2 separate regions of the Mus musculus genome follow, and region 2 is linked to region 1. Evidence: chromatin contacts called from public promoter capture Hi-C data. All regions are on one chromosome and are shown on one strand. Each heading gives the region's core, a stretch centred on a gene start, on an enhancer-like site or on the middle of the called end of the contact. The rest is flanking DNA. Distances are from core to core; before and after follow the strand shown.

Evidence for each region. Promoter capture Hi-C pulls out the DNA fragments that hold promoters and counts their contacts.
Region 2: a promoter capture Hi-C map of macrophages shows a contact between it and region 1, with 6 read pairs. The contact joins the promoter of Dcaf17 here to the enhancer-like site in region 1. A contact is called at or near these places in 5 of 39 promoter capture datasets (hematopoietic stem and progenitor cells, hippocampal neurons, liver and 1 more), 1 of 484 Hi-C or Micro-C datasets (bone marrow-derived macrophages), 6 of 115 datasets of contacts at active chromatin or transcription factors (the SCID.adh cell line, bone marrow-derived macrophages, double positive thymocytes and 3 more) and 3 of 9 other capture datasets (adipose tissue, bone marrow-derived macrophages and liver).

Annotation. Positions count from the first base shown.
Region 1 is chr2:70,876,619-70,879,647 of GRCm38.p6, reverse strand. No RefSeq gene overlaps it. Among named protein-coding and RNA genes, the nearest start is that of Gm39842, 39 kb to the right of the region's middle. Within about 2 kb of position 1,752, at least 26 of the 459 cell types and tissues checked have an H3K27ac peak or open chromatin away from gene starts, as enhancers often do. A contact at or near this core is called in bone marrow-derived macrophages and macrophages, where this site is marked.
Region 2 is chr2:71,054,296-71,057,528 of GRCm38.p6, reverse strand. It overlaps Dcaf17 (DDB1 and CUL4 associated factor 17), which reads right to left and starts at 1,785. Exons shown (of 14, transcript NM_001165980.1): 1 at 1,410-1,785; 2 at 931-1,034. The coding sequence starts at 1,535. It overlaps Mettl8 (methyltransferase like 8), which reads left to right and starts at 1,923. Exons shown (of 10, transcript NM_145524.3): 1 at 1,923-2,158.

The sequences.
Region 1 (3,029 bases), core at 503-3,002:
CTGGTGTGTGAGTTGCTTCTCCCTTTTTTATTGTTTGAGACAATAAAAAATATAACCCAATTAAAATATAACCCTTGGCTGTCCCAAGGCCAGCTATGTGGACAAGGCAGGTTTTGAACACAAAGAGTTACTTGCCTCTGATTGGGTGCCACCATACCTGGTTTTTTTTTTTTTTTAAGTATCTTTTTAATTTTTATTTTATGTTCATTGTGTTTTGCCTGCGTATATGTCTGTGTGAGGGTCTCAGATTCTCCTGAAACTTAAGTTACAGACAGGTGTGAGCTGCCATGTGGATGCTGGGAGTTGATCCTGGGTCCTCTGGAAGTTCAAACAGCATTCTTAACCACTGAGCCAGGGTGGTTTTTGACAGGGTCTTGTTATATAGCTCAGGCCGGCGTTAAGGCATGTACTTTCCATATGAAAAGTACTGGTATTCTTTGAAACACAATTTAATTTACTGATGCCTAGTTTATTTTTCTTTTGTGGCTTATCCTCTCATGGATTGCACCTAGAACTTACATTTGGGACTTTGATTCTTTTAGAGTAAGTTGTCTGTCTGTCTGTCTGTTGAGGCAGAGTCTCACTCTGTAACTTGGGCTGGCTTCAAATTCACAGTGATCTTCTTGCCTCAATATTCCAAGCAGTAGAATTAGAGGGATGAGTCACTTTGTCAGGCTCATTTCGAGTTAATTTAAAACATTGTTTGTTTATTTGTTTAGTGCTGTGAGGTACAAAGTGAAGGTTCTTTCTTTGTTATGTGGCTCTCCAACTGTTCTAGAATCACTTACTAAACAGGCTCTTTTTCTCTGTTGAATTTTCTAGAACCCTTGTTGATCATCAATTGACTGTATATAGGAAGATTCATTTTTGAATTTTCAATTCTACTCCATTAACAGAAATGTCTACTGTTGAGTCAAGTACCACACTCTTTTGATTACTGTAGCTTTGTGGTATAATTTGAAATTGAGAGATGGGAATCTTGCCACTTTGTTTGCTCAGGGTCACTTTAGTTCTTCTGTGTCCCTTGGATTTCCACATACATTTTACGATTAGTTTGTCAAATTCTGAAAGAAAAAAGAAAGCTGAAATTTTAATAAGAATCTTATTGTAACTACATATCAATGTGGGAAAATATTGCCACATTAACAATGTTAGAACAGAGCCAAGAATGTGACATTGCTTTTTGCTTACTTGGTAGTTCGCTAGTCTCAAAGGATGGGTTTAATGATTACTGAGAAAATAGCAGAGGAGCTGGCGAGATGCTCAGTGGTTAAGTGCACTTCTTATTTTTGCAGAGACCTGGGTTCAAATCCCAGCACCCACATGATAACTCACAACCATCCATAACTCCAGTTGCTGGGGGTCAGTGACCTCTTCTGACCTCCAGGCATCAGGGACACATGTACATCCATGCATCATGTACATCCTGGCCAAACAATTATACACATAGAAAAATGAATTAAATAAATTGCGTTTTTTTGGTTGTTGTTTTGTTTGTTTGTTTGTTTTTAAGGAAGAAAATGGTAGGTTGCGATTAATTACAAATTTACCCTGAAATCTCAAAGGTATGTTTGTGGCGTGTATTCAGTGTAAGTAAACTGGGGTTGTGTTCCAACATATCCATTCTCTGACTCAGGCTAATAGAAGGCTATACTCTCTTCCAGCTGAATCTGCATAGCTTCCAGGTCATGAAGAGAACAGAAAATAGAACTGAAGTGTCATGCACCAGCTCTCACAGATTTTATTCAAAAGAGGAACAGCTAACAGCCAAGTGGTTCGAGATATTCAGAGATGTTCCTTAGTGCCCATAACCCCGATGGGCTCTAAGGAGCCTGGAAAGTATTGCATCGAGTACATGGATATTTGGCAAGAAGTAAATGTAGTGACTGAACTGTTTCCATTCAAAACCATATACTGAATTCCTCCCCGAGCTGTAAAATTAAGGCCTTTCAAGAAGTAACTAGAGGTAAATGGTCTGGTAAGCACGGAGCCCTAGTCTGGCAGGATTAATGTCGTTGGAAGAAGAAAAAGGGCAGAGGTCAATCAACCTCAGTCTCTGTCCATGCGCACGGGTCATGTGAGGACATATGAGAAGGCAGATATCTGAAAATCACAGGGCTCCGTGTTGATGTTGCAATGCCAGCCTCTGCAGCTGGGAGACCACAAATGTCTCCTAGCAGCAGCCCAGCCTCCTAGCATCCTGCATCGTAGCTGGAGTTGAGTGATATAATGTCTCAGCCACAAAAAGGGGTTGGAGGGTCAAGGACACTCGAGAGTTTAGATTGGATTGGATTGTGTAAGTGCGCTGAATTGAGGTTTGGTTGCTAGACAATGGATCACTGGATGTTTTTAAACAGTCTGCAGCATTCGAGGATGAACCAAGGTCTGAAGCATGCCACACAAGCACTCGACCCCTGAGGTCCAAGTAGTTAAAGAGAACCTATCCATCGATACTCGATCCGAAGTTCAGGTGAGGAGCCAGGTGGCATCACTGAGAGGCTTTGGTCATGTGCATTAGTGAAGCAGTGGATCTGGATTACTAAGTAGTGGACCCAGGGGCTGCACAATTATGCTTCCCTAGTTCTTGTCCTGTTATTAGTTGGATATGAGGTAATCCCTACCCCCACAAGACTCATTTATTGAAGGCTTGGTCCCCAGATGGCAGATGTAGCCATTGAGATCTGATTGGATCATGAGGGCTCTGATCTGCTCAGTGGGTTAACCCACTGATGACTTCATAATTCGGTGGCCACCGTGAAATGAGCAACTTCACTCTGCTATAGATGTACACTGTGGTGTGCTATCTCACCACAGCTCATGAACAACAAAGCCAGCTACCCATGGGCTAAATTCTATGAAACCATGAGCCAAAATAAATCCTTTCTGTTAAAAAAAAAAAAGTTTCTTCCAAGTAACAAAATTCCAAGTCACAGCCATAAATCACCCTCCCAACTTAAGGACTTCAAACCCCAGTAACGGCACACTTCATTGTTTGTAGGTGAGGAAGCTTGCCTAGCTTGTTGATCAGT
Region 2 (3,233 bases), core at 536-3,035, 180 kb before region 1:
AAAGAACCAAAAAAAAAAAAAAAAAAAAAAGATACCTCCTGGAGTCAAGGCAAACCTCAAAAATCACTAGTCTCTCTGACTTCCAGTTTCTGATCCCACAAGAAAAGAACTTAGGCGTTATTAATCACTTCTGAGATAGTTCCAGCTGGTGCCCTGCAAGCATGAGGACCGGAATTTAGATCCCCAATACTCATGGTTTTCCTAGAGTTGTGGAGGTGGAGACAGGCAAATTCATAGCACTTGCTGACCAGGCTGTCTACAGGTATTCTAGCTTCCCAGTCCAGTGAAAGGAGAACCTATCTCAACAAGGTGATTTGCTCCGGAGGAACAACACCACTGAAGCTTGGCACACAGAAAAATGCCCATAATTCTTACAGATGCAAAGTGAAAGATAAAGAGCGGCAATTCCATAATCCCTTAATCCAGGTGACGGGCATGGAAGCATCAATTCACTGTGTCGTTCTCTTCAGTCTGACCTTGAATGGATGGAGGCTGGCTGTTAAATACTATTTATCTACAAATACTATACTTTTGTTTGAACATTTTTTTTCTCTTGGGAAAAAAAAAAAAGTACTTCTAAAACAAAATGCCTGTCTCCTAAGCAGCATCTAATTATTTCACAACCCATTTTCTGGACTCTGATCTTTAAATGGGTATAAAACAGCAAACTGTGCTGAGAAACGTATTATTTTGCCTGTGCTATAATTTTGTGTGAAATAAAAGTATTTACAAAGATGAAGTCCGAAACTTTAGACTTAACGAGTTTTTAAGATCACATGCATTTTCCACCTAGTTTTATTATGGACTCATTTTTTTTTTTTTTTTCATCTTCCAATTTCACTAAGTACTAAAGAAGCCACGTGGTTCTATAAAAACTAGGGTCAGGTGGATTATAGCAAAAAAAAAAAAAAATCATCACCAAGAATTTACCTGCTGACACAGCACCGGTAATTGTCAAAATATATTCTTCCTCTCTCATAGGCTATAGGTGACTTGGAATGAGTTGTCCAAACATTCTTAAATTTAGTACTCTCCTGAAAGACACAAAGAATTTCAGTTTAGGAAAGAACTCAGTCCCCTGCTATGGAACCATTTTCGGTGGGTAGTTGAAATCTACAGTTTTAAAGTACATTGTTTCTCCTTTTTTTTTTTTTTTTTTCTCCCTCTGCCCATAGATGTCGGTTTAGTTGGATGCCCAAGTTTTGAATCGATTGTTTGCAGGAAGGCAAAAGAAGCTTTTTAAAAACTACGCCAGGCGGCGGACCTGAGTACCTATTTTCTAATACCCTAATTGCGGGACACGGATGCCCCTCCCCACGTAAGACCCTCAAAGGGGTATCAGAGCGCGTAAAAAACTGCAGCCCGGCAGGAGGTTGGACCCCGGGCACCCCGACTTCGGCGGGCGTCACCTGGCACACCAGCGCCCGCAGGATGCCCAGGTTCGTCCTCTGCACCACGCCTGCGTCGCGTGCATAGAAGCCCAGAGCCCGGCGACTCAGCCTGCGGCACACATTGGCCTTCCGGGTCCGGCCCATGGAGACTAGGGGTCCGCAGGGCCCAGGAGGGGCGCGCCCCTCACTTCCGCGAGGGGTGGCAGCCGCCACCTGCGAACCTCAAAGGAAGGCTGACGCGGGACCCCGCGCTGGGGACTCGGGGCAGAGATCAAGAGGTAGCGACACACGGATTTGACGCAAAGGAACAGAATCAACGGCGCCTTCCTGGCCCTTCTTTCTGCTCTCGGGATTAACGCTGCACCTCGCGGCCCTCCGTATCCACTCCCTCTCCCGGAAATGTAGTCCCCTTGGCCTTTTCCGCCCCTATGGCTTCTTTTTCAGAACTACAATTCCCGTCAGGCAGAGCGAGGGCTGGCCTGGCCCCGCCCCACCCCTCCCTGCCCCTAGCCCGCCTCTCCTGGCCCTAATAGGCTGCGCCGTAGGGCTGCGCAGTGGGTCGGGTAGCCTTCCGGGCTGCACGCGGTAAACCTGGATAGCTTTGGTGGGTGCTGTGCAGCCACCTGGTGGTGTCGCTTCACCTGTGTGTCCCAGGAAGCAGTCCCTTTCTGCCCTGGTCGTGGGACGACTGCCAACCCCTCCTTTGGCCCTGCAAGGCTCTGGCCACGCGTCCAGAGGGGCGTTGTGGCCAGTGGGACCCTCCAAAGGTACGCCCCGTGGCTTTCCCTCAGCCGCACTTGGGACGTTGTGGATGAGGTTGACTTCAACATTTAGTTGTGTAACCACTATGCTTTTGTATGGTAATTAGTGGTGAAAGTTGCTGTTTTTCCCATCAAAGTAGGATTGAATTTCTCCTTCCCAAAGGCTCGTCCTTGTGTGGCCAGCGGGGACCCTGACTGGTTTTGTGGTAATTGCTGTGTTTTCTTCCTCCTTCCATTTTTCCCCCTTATAGGGAATAAAATATGAAATGTTTGCATTCTTATTGAACTGCCTAAGATAATCCAGGTTGACTTCTCTAAGTAAAAAATAACATTCTCTGTGAACTAGCTCAGCCTGCGTGTTCAAAATTACTAACATACTAAAAATTTCCGTAACTGTATACCAAATGCGACCCGTAACCTCATTGTAAACCCCTTTAGTGTGGTGTCTGCATCTCCCACATAGACTTAATAGACTTGGCATGCCACTCCGTGATCTTAAGTGCTTAAAGAAAAAGTCAGTAAGCACACCAGCTTTCTGATCGACAGAAGTACAGTACAGGATGGATGTGCTGGATCAAACGTTAGCCGTTTCATTTTGTTGTTTTAAATGGAAAACTCTTATACCCTTGATGCATTTCCTTCGGGGTCTGGCTTTTTTGTTTGTTTGTTTGGTTGTTTTGTTGGAGGTTTTTTTTTTCCCCCCCTGATATTTCATGACCTGCTTATAGCATACGGTGGAGTGAGTGCTTTGTATATTTTTAGAAAGCTCCACAATAGTTAATTTGGTCATTCATGAATGCAGCTGTCACTGAAATGCTGGAACCCAGAAAAATATAGCTGGATTTTCTTTGGCTGAAGCGAAATGCAAATCATTGCTGAATTGCACTCATCATTTCCTTTTTGTCTTTCTTGTCGCAGCTCTTGTCTTTCTGTGCTCTCCCACCATGGCTGAGCTTTGGTTTCTGTGCTTGTTTTTCACATGACTTCTAAGATGCCACTATGCTCCACTATTACCACAAAAACAGTAGCAAGTAGTGGGCATATTGTGATCATACCTTCCGCGCATTCACTTTAACATATT